2 separate regions of the Mus musculus genome follow, and region 2 is linked to region 1. A link is a contact called in public Hi-C data. All regions are on one chromosome and are shown on one strand. Each heading gives the region's core, a stretch centred on a gene start, on an enhancer-like site or on the middle of the called end of the contact. The rest is flanking DNA. Distances are from core to core; before and after follow the strand shown.

Evidence for each region. A called contact is a pair of places that touch in the nucleus more often than the background predicts.
Region 2: a Hi-C map of uterus shows a contact between it and region 1, with 1.7 times the contacts expected there. The contact joins the enhancer-like site here to the promoter of Slc45a1 in region 1. A contact is called at or near these places in 2 of 39 promoter capture datasets (liver and macrophages), 3 of 15 datasets of contacts at CTCF or cohesin (embryonic stem cells and stem cell-derived epiblast-like cells), 26 of 484 Hi-C or Micro-C datasets (the C3H10T1/2 cell line, the G1E-ER4 cell line, the HPC-7 cell line and 12 more), 4 of 115 datasets of contacts at active chromatin or transcription factors (embryonic limb bud and embryonic stem cells) and 1 of 9 other capture datasets (adipose tissue).

The regions. Positions count from the first base shown.
Region 1 is chr4:150,648,538-150,653,515 of GRCm38.p6, forward strand. Slc45a1 (solute carrier family 45, member 1) reads right to left here and starts at 3,637. Exons shown (of 9, transcript NM_173774.3): 1 at 3,490-3,637.
Region 2 is chr4:150,683,884-150,688,878 of GRCm38.p6, forward strand. No RefSeq gene overlaps it. Among named protein-coding and RNA genes, the nearest start is that of Gm36600, 19 kb to the right of the region's middle. Within about 2 kb of position 1,413, at least 48 of the 459 cell types and tissues checked have an H3K27ac peak or open chromatin away from gene starts, as enhancers often do. A contact at or near this core is called in the G1E-ER4 cell line, embryonic limb bud, liver and 1 more, where this site is marked.

The DNA of each region.
Region 1 (4,978 bases), core at 2,387-4,886:
GAACAGATAGGCCTGAGAACTATGTCTTCAAGTAGTACTTCATTTAAAATATAGTTCACATGTGAGGATTAAATCAAGATGAAGGTTTTAGGGGCTGGAGTGATGGCTTAGTGGGCCAAGACACCTGGTGTTAAGCCTGAAGACATGAGTTTGATGGCTAGGACTCACATGGTAGGAGAAAGCCAACGCCTAAAAGCTGTCCTCTGGCCTGCACCTGCACACGGCAGCCCTGGATCCATACATAAATAGTTACAATTATTTGTTTTTGTTAGAGATTAATAGTTTTTAAAAGCTAAGCTTTTGTGTGTTTCCTTCCCATAGCTTAGGAGCTTCTGCAGAGTGAGAGCTGTTGCATGACAAGCCCTCCCTCCAGAGCACAGGTAGGTCCTAGGGACCCCACAGCTTCACACTCTCAAAGCCAAGAGTCCTTGACACAGGGGTGCTGAGAGCTTGGCCCAACTCTGCCCGTTGGCCACAGCACACATTCTTCCTCAAGCCCTCCCCACTTAAGAGACACAGCATTGTACCCCCTCTTTCCTATCTGCATTCACCCCGGTAAGCATGTGTTCTGTCCCTTTAGCTGGGCTTGTGGCACATGCCTTTCTTTAATCCAGCACTCGGGAGGCAGAGGCAGGTGGATCTCTGAGTTCGAGGTCAGCCTGGTCTACAGAGTGAGTTCCAGGACAGCCAGGGCTACATAGTGAGACCCTGTCCTGAAAAACCAAAACCAAAACAACAACAAACCCACAAACAAACAAACAAAACGAAACTGTCCCTTTGACTCTGGAATGGAGGACTGTGGTTCCAGTCTGGATTATCCCGTTGGTGTAAAGGGCAACTTTCAGAGCCTGTTCCAGACGGATTGTGCAGACGGGCTGCTTCTCCATTAGCAGTAGGAATCCACCATCATATCCTGCTACTCAGCTTTAAACAAGGCTTGCATCCCTTCCTGGCAAAGGCAGACACTTGTCCGTTAATCAGTCCAGAGCAGCGGTTCTCAGCCTTCCTAATCTCTTTAACACAGCTCCTCATGCTGTGGTGACTCCCAACCAGAAACTTTTTTCCATTGCTACCTCATAACTGTAACTTTGTTACTGTTATGAATTGTAATGCAAATCTCTGTGTTTTCCCATTGTCTTAGGTGACCCTGTGAAAGGGTTGCTTGACCCCAAAGGGGTAATGACTTACAGGTTGAAAACAGCTGCTCTAGTCCAGGAGCCAGAACTAAACCCAAGTTTGGAGAAACTTCCTGTTTGTGTTGGAGTCAGGTCAGAATTACCTCTATCATCTATCTACCTATCTACCTACCTACCCATTATCTGTCTGTCTATCTATCTTTCTCTCTCTCTATATATAAATCTATCAGAGTGTGTGAGCAGGCATGTGTGTATGTGTGTGTACATGAACCATGAGAAAAGTGTGGAAGCCAGACATGTGTGCACGCATACATGTTTGTACACACAAACCATGACACACCTGTGGAAGCATGATGTGTGCATGTGTGTGTGCATGTGTGTACAGGAACCATTATACACATGTGGAAGCCAGACATGTACATGTGTGTATGTACATGTATACACATGTATGCATGTGGGTATATGTACATGTGTGTGCACGTGTGGCATGTGCATGTGTGTGCACATGTATGTGTCTACATATGTGTGTGCATGTGTGTGCACATGTGTGTGTGCATGTGTGTGTGTATATACTCGAACCATGACACACCTGTGGAAGCAGGAGGACAGCTTGCAGTATTTGGTTCTCTTTGCACCATTTGGGTCCCTGGAATGGAGCTCAGGTCGCCAGACTTGGTAGCAAATGCATTTACCCGCTAAGTCATATTGCTGGTCCCAGAATAACCTTTTTTATTAAAAAAATGTATTTGTCTGGGCTGAAGAGATAGCTTGGGAGGTTAGGAGCATTTGCTGCTCTTGTAGAGGCCCCACGCTTGGTTCCCAGCACCCACATCATGTGGACAGCAATCACCTGTAACTTCAGCTCCTAGAGATCTGATGACTTCTCTGGCTTCCCAGGTACTGGCACACACACACACACACACACACACACACACACACACACACACACACACGTGAAAATTAAGGTTTAAAAATAAAAAATTACATTTGAAGTTGGGCAGTGGTGGCACATGCCTTTAATCCCAGCACTCGGGAGGCAGAGGCAGGCAGATTTCTGAGTTCAAGGTCAGCCTGGTCTACAGAGTGAGTTCGAGGACAGCCAGGGCTACACAGAGAAACCCTGTCTTGAAAAATCAAGAAAAAAAATGTTAAATGCTTTACAAAATTTTATACTGTGACAGATTTTTTTAAAGTTACTTTTCTGTGGGCAGTTAGAGACACAACCTCTGACTTGCAGCAGGATACACCAGGCTAGCCCACCCAGGAGCTTCAAGAGATTTCCATCTCTGCTTCCTATCCAGCCCTAGGGCTGCCAGGATTGCAGGTACACGATACCACTACTGGTGGCTTTAAATGGGACATGGGGATTCAAATTCAGGTCCCCTTGCTTGGGCAGCAATTTCTTTATCCACTGAGCCATCCCTAACCTGTTATGGGCTGTTTCAACAGCACTTGATTAACAAAAAAGAAACATGCAATAACCTGAATACTTAAAAAAATGTATCTCACTTGGAATCAACCCATTTTCTTTTCTCTTTTCTGTTAAACAAAACAAAACGAAATGAAACAAACAAACAAACAAAAAACGGGGGGAGGGGGCTTTCCACCCATGGGGTTGCCTTAGGGTCAGTTCTCTTTCACCTCCTACAGATTCTCAGAGCTGTTAGTTCAAACCTCTTAAGGGGATGGAGCACTGAATCGGGGCCCAGTTCTGCTACATCTCCGGGACTTTGACTCCTTACTCAGGGCTAACTTGCCTCCAAAGTCCCGACTAGAAGCACTCTGACTTTGTTTCATCAGCACCTGACTCTCCTCCCCCTAAGAACAGGAAAACAAACGTTCTAACGACTCCAGGGGTCGTGAGAGGTTATTATCCAGAAGAGAATGAAGGGGAGGTTTGCCCGCCTCTAGTGTCAGCTTTAGCATGACACCCTCAGCGATATGACTCAGGACAGAGGTAATGACAGGGTGCTGTTCCCCATAACCCAGACATCCCAGGAGATGTTTTACAAAGGCCCCTGACCATCCAGAGGACTCAGCCTCAGGGAGGAGGTGAACCGGAAGCTGATGACACCTGCCCAGGTGGCCGGGAACAGGCCTGGGGCTCAATAAACAGAGCAGACGCTGGGTGCAAATTTTACCAGACTGCTTCTCCCTCTAGGCCTGCGGTTGCTGCGCCCCCGGAGGTTCCATTCTCAGCTTAATTCACTAAACATCCAAGAAGAACAAAGGTCTCCATGCCTGCCTAGAGCCCCCAGCCTGGGCACTAGTATCATCCTGGGGCCTAAGCAGCATTGCTCCCGGCGCCAAGCCGCGGAGCTGGGCAGAGGGCGCAGGAGGAAACGCCCGGTACCTGTACGTCCAGACGGGAGGCATCCCTTTCCCAGGCTGGGTTCCTGGTTCTTCGGGGTACAGCTCCGTCCTAGCCCGGCGCCCCCGGCCCCGCCGCGGCAGCTGCAGCATCACCCCGTGGGGCGGGGCCGTGACGTCACGGCTGCATCCCGCCGCTAGGTCCCGCAGAGCATCCTTAAAGCAGCCGGTTGGCTGTGCCATCGCACCTTTGGGGACAACCGGGGTCTATAGGCAGAATGCAGGAGTGGGAGGCAGTATGACTTTGTGGGACCAGTTCCAAAAACAGAACAAAACAAAAAAACCTGAGCGAAAAAAGAAAGACAGACATATAATAGTTTATGTTTGTTTTTCCATGGTCATGAATGTATTATAAAAGCACTTGCCGGGGCCCGTGACTGTTCTTCCTCATTCTCATTTTAAAGGAAATACATACATTTTTGTGTCTTCAATTCTAAGTAAATAGCCGTGCATATGTTTATAGATAAACACGTACCCCCTAAAATTGTGCCCATTGCACTAAACCAATCCCCCAAAGTATTACACTCATTATTCTGGCCACAGATCCATCAGGTGGCCGGGCTATGCCAGGCTTTATTCTAGACCCCTTGATGTAAGGAAGAGAGGGGGAAACCTTTCCGACCTCAGGGTTGACAGGCTAGAGAGGAATATACACATTAAATAGGATAAATAAAATAAATACGTAGGTGCTGGAGAGATGACTCAGTGGTAACAAGCCTTGCCAAGCAAGTCTGGAGATCTGAATTCAGTCCCTGGAACCCACTAAAGGTGGAAGGACAGATTCAACTCCAGTAATGTGCCCTCTGATCCTCCCCATAGCATCTGTGACACACACCCACCACTGCGCATATTCACAGTAAAGCATGCCAATGGTGTGTCAGAACACACAACTCCCTCAGAATACATACAATTTCAGATGAAACTGCTAAGGTAGAGAGATTATGGTGACTCTCCCGGGACTCTGCTGCCCACCAGTGACTGTGGCTGAAGTTGACTGTGTAGTTGCATGTCACTGAGAGTCTTAGTTCAGCTTCTGCACAGGGCATACATGTGTGCAGGCATGCAGTCTTTACTTGCCTAGCAACATTTTTGTAAGGGAAGAGGACACCTATGTTGGCTGTGACTAAACACAAACACAAGAAACAACTCCAGGGAGAGGGCTTATTCTGGCCTCTCGTTCTAGAGAACAGCGTAGGGGCGGGAGGGTGAGGCGCTACCCACACCACACCCACGATCTGGAAGCAGAGAGAGAGAGAGATGAAGGCTCCTTTGCATGCAGTCCAGGCCCCCAGCCATGGGATGGTGCAGCCCACATTCAGTGTGGGTCTTACATACTTAATGAAGCGGCCAGGTAAACACGGTGATGCTTCTTAGGAGAGACCAGATGCCATGGGGTTGATAATCAATATTTACGATCTCCAGCAACTCCAGCAAACAAGAAAGCAGGTAGATAGGGGGTGTGGGGCTGAGGG
Region 2 (4,995 bases), core at 163-2,662, 33 kb after region 1:
AATTCTCAAAAATGTCACCACAGAGGGCTGGCGATTCTATACATCAAAAAGGTGCCAACATTCTCAGGACCCACTACACATATGACAGCAATTCCAATAGAAAAAGCAGAAACTCCAGTAGGTCAAATGAAATGCAAAGCCAGGTTCATATCACAGTGTGACAGTGTTCTGTTGGTCAACTTTCAGAATTGGTACTTGGAGAAGACCGGAAAGCAAGCAAGAGAAAAAAGATGTCTGCAAGGTTCAAGGTTATCACCCACTGCATAGTTTGAAGCCATCAGGGAATTTGTGAGATCCCAACCCAAACAATTAATTAATTAAAATAGATCCAGGTAAACCCACATGAGATATGTGGTGATATTTGAGGGTACACAAATCACACTTTTTTGTTTTGTTTTTCTCTTTCTTTCTTTCTTTCTTTCTTTCTTTCTTTCTTTCTTTCTTTCTTTCTTTCTCTCTCTCTCTCTCTCTCTCTCTCTTTTGGTTTTTTCAAGACAGGGTTTCTCTGTGTAGCCCTGGCTGTCCTGGAACTCACTCTGTAGACCATGCTGGCCTCGAACTCAGAAATCCACCTGCCTTTGCCTCTCAAGTGCTGGGATTAAAGGCGTGCGCCACCACTGCCCGGTGCAAATCACACTCTTAAGCTAGTTTGTTGATGGCCGTCCCCTGTCTCCCAGCTGGTTTACCTAACTTGAGATTTCTGTGCCCGATGTTCAGACACTCATCCTTGGGACCACTTCCCAGAGGTGGGAAATGCTGAGTTGGGTGGGTGTTCTTATATAACAACCTCCTATGCGACTGACTTGTGAACTAGTTAGTGTGATACTGAACTAGTTAAGTGTGAGACTATCAACTAGTTAGAGACTGAACTAGTTAGTGACTTGTGTACTAGTTAGTGTGTGACTGTGAACTAGTTAGTAGCCTATGAACTAGTTAGTGGCTTATGAGCTAGTTAGTGTGAAACTGTGAACTAGTTAGTGTGAGACTTGTGAATAGCTAATGAACTAGTTAGTGTGCAGCTGTGAACTAAAAGCAGAACATGGCACAATCAATAGGAGGCTGGTTAGAGGCAGCTGAGTCAGGGTCCCTCTAACATCCAGACCTCATAAAAAGAGAAGGTGACTTCTGAGTGATTACCGTCCCCCATCATCAGTACAGTTATTTGCTGACAACATCAGAAACTCAACCTGACGCAAGCAGAAGGCACGGGAGGAGACTGCACACCTGAGTCCCTGTGATTGCAGCAACTTTCTCTTTCATAACTATTTCTAGCAAGCACCGCGCACTCACTCTCGCTGCAGAAATCAGGAATGAATGCACGCGCCAGGTGATTTATTTGTGCAGTGTCCTCTGCCTCTATTCCCAGAAGAAGGGACAGAGGACAGGACACTCTGTCAGATAAACAGTTGCCCAAGGTCTTGGGCAAGAGAAACTGGGACAGGAAGCAGACTGCTGAGTGTGCCCCAGGTAACTACCTAATAAAGTAAACAGGCTGTGGACAAAGAGTTCCTGTCCTCCACGTGATAAATGCTTACACTCCAGCAAGCTGTGTTTGAGAGCCTTTCTCTGTATGAACATTGACCTTTGCAGGCAAAACACGGGGCTAATTTCCTAGGTGAGGTAATTAATTTTATTGGCTCAAAGCTGTGCTGGGAACAGCAGAAACTGTTGTTTTTGCAATTGTTGAAAATGTGATCTGGCAGCTCGCGGTGGCGTTCAGGCTCTGGGTCAACTTCCAATCAGAAAAAGCCACACAGGGAATGGCAGTTGTAGGAGGATGAGGCCCCCAGGGGTTTATCACAAGCAAACTCACCTGCTACTGATGCTGATGTGGGAGGAGAGATGGCCCTGCTGCGGGTTGACGGGCAACTCCCCGCCCCCAGGATGCCAAAGCCTTCATTTCTAGGGTGTTGATTTAACAGAGCCCCCACTTTCTGTTACCTACTATGCTGTGTTGAAGCATCCACCAAAGATGTAGGGAAGACTGTTTGCTCCCAGGGAACAAGGTCAACCCAGCTGCAGTGTTGGAAGCCACCACTTCCTCTCATGTGTCCCCAGTGTATTAACGACATGATGGTTTTCCCTCACGGCTGGAAGTTACAGTATTTGTGGCCCTTTCCCTGGGCACAGCTTAAGCCCTGGTGGAACAGAAGCAGAAATTCTGTGGAGATTCCACCGCCCTGGTTCCTCAGAGCCATCTCAACCCCAGGGCTGGGATGTAATTCAGCAGGCAGAGCGTTTGCCTGGCTCGGTACAAATGCCTGGCCTCTGTCCTTAGCACAGTGTTAATTGTGTGGCATGTATCTGTAGTCCCAGCACCCGGTAGTGGTGGTGGTGGTGAAGCAGGAGAATCAGAAGTCCAAGGTCATAGCAAGTTCCAGGCCAGCCTAGGCTATGTGAGTTTCTCCCCCTCTCCCTCTCGCCTCCTCACCCACACACACACACACACACACACACACACACACACACACACACATACACACACACACACACAACAATCTACGTTCTTGCTCCACATACATCTTTCTGACTTTTATAACTGGGTCATACAAGTGCCTATAGGGGCCAACATTCCAAGAGCCAACTCAAGCTCTGTCCCCTAAGAGCCTGGACCCTCCTTTGCTTCACACAATGCACATCTGTATCCTTGAAGGACCTGGCTTCCCTATACTGCTGTTTTCATTGTGGTTTTGATACTCCCACTTTGAGGACTTTTCCAGAGGATTATGGGAACAAATACCTATGGGTTTGGGGGTCTAGCATAGGGGCAAACTGCTCTGGGTTTGGTTCCCTGTACCAGGGAAAAACCAAGTGAGCCCCCATAACCTCATGTGTATGCTAACTGCCTCATGAATATTCATAAGGTACTTTTAAAATCCACAACACAGAACTCATTGTGCTGTGTATGCACTCCTGCTCTGGAAGAGCCCACACTGGTGTCTCTTTGGATGACATGTTTTGCTGTGTTGGACAAACTCAGCTTAAACTATATATTGTAGCTGAATTCTTTCCTTCCAGAAGAGAAGAACTGGGCCTGGAGAGATAGCTGGGTGGATGCAGTAACTGGCTGGGCTAAGCCCAGACTCTGCTGCTCAGCACCCATGAATATGCCAGCAGACATATTGGCTCACCAATAACTCCGACACTCAGACAAATCTTAGAGCTGACTTTGTGAGTTCAAGGCCAGCCTGGTCTGTATAGTGAGTGCCAGGCCAGTCAGGGCTACACAGTCTTTGTAGACCCTGTCTCAAAAAGAAAAAAACCCAGCCCTTATTTATATAAAATCTCAGTCTAGACTTGGCAATTTGTCTGAAGTAGAGCAGCAATCATTAACTTTTATTGTGGCTATATCAGGCTTTATTACCAAATAATGGAATAATTTGCTGACTCCCCCATCGACTCTTATCCATTGGCCGGATGCAAGAGCTGACCTCTAGATTTTCACAGAGCTTTACCCCATTGCTCTCCTGTTGTGTCGCCCAGGGAAAGGCCATAAAAATTGATATCTAGTTCCATATGACTCTCACAGTTGGAAACAAACCTGTTGGCTCGCAGGACAATCAGAGCTACTGTTGGAACGCTGAGTTTGGCGGAAGGAAGATATTCCAAAGAGACACTTGTCCTTCCTTCAGCTATCAGACTTCAAGGAACTGGAATTTCGCCAGGCATGCTGGGAGAGGAAATGCTGACACCCGGTGCCAGCCAGGAACGGATCCTGGAAAGAGATTTAACACAGCACCTCACAGAGGAGACAGGGCTCAGGTGACGATGGACAGGCCTCAGCTTGACCAGGACCTCTTGGTTGTGCTTAGGTTTTGCCCTCTGTTTAAGCCTAAACCTTATGTTATGTGAGGACCCTTCCCATCAAACACGGACTTGGTAGAGGGTGGTCCTAGACATCTTTGTTCTTCTGCCCACTATGGCCTCGTTGAAGGAATCTCCTTGTGGTTTTCACTGTTGTTTACCTGGCCTATTGAAGGTGGCTCAGCCTACCTAGCTTTGGGGGCTGTCAGGGCCAGGCTCTGACCTTGGAGATGCAGGTAGCCCTGTGTTCTGTGAAGGCTCAGCTGGCATTCCACAGAGTGTGCCTCCCCTGCGCCTCCTGGGTTTACATTCTGTTTGTGGTTTTGTTTTTAATCCCTGAAAGGGAAAGACCTGCCCTTCAGTCACCACCCATCCTCCCTAGCCCCACCAGGGCCAGTGTCCTGTTTTCTCACCTTCTGTTATAGAGGGTCACTTCTGCTCTTATGCACAGAGCTCTCTACCTACATAAGATTGCCCCTGGGACACTGGGGCCACCTTTTAGAAATATATATCCCACTTGTGCAATGAGAGGGGCCTCAGATGTTGCAGAACTTCATTGCTATGGCCCTCCCAGGCTGCTGGGCAGTCCTTAACTTTCCTGTGGTCAGGGACTTCTGGCTTTGCCATGGGCTAATGGCTGACAGTTCCACATAGTAAATAGTTCCAGGACTATGCAAGTTGACTGAAAACTGTTTTTGAAAATGGAAGCTTTTATTTTCAGATCTTTATTGAAATATAATTCATATTCCGTATGGTTTGCTCATCTATAGTGCAGAATTTTTTATTTTTTTATGTTTTTAGTTTCATTAACTTTATTTTATGTGTGTTTTGCCTGCATGTATATATGTGTACCATGTGCCTATGTGGTGCTCATGGAGGTCAGAAGAGAGTGTCAGGTCCCCTGGACCTGGAGTAACAGATGGCTATGAGCCACCACATAGGTCCTGGGAACTGAACTTGAGTCCTCTGCAGGAGCAGCCAGTGCTCTTGGCCACTGAGCTAATTCTCCAGTCCCACAGCTCTTTTTAAAAATTATTATTATTTTAAAATTACATTTGTGTGTGTGTACGTGTGTATATATGTGTAGGAGAGAGAGAGAGAGAGAGAGAGAGAGAGAGAGAGAGAGAGAAAGAGTGTGTGTGTGTGTGTGCGTGTGTGTGGTGTAGATCAGAAGATAACTTGAAGGAATCT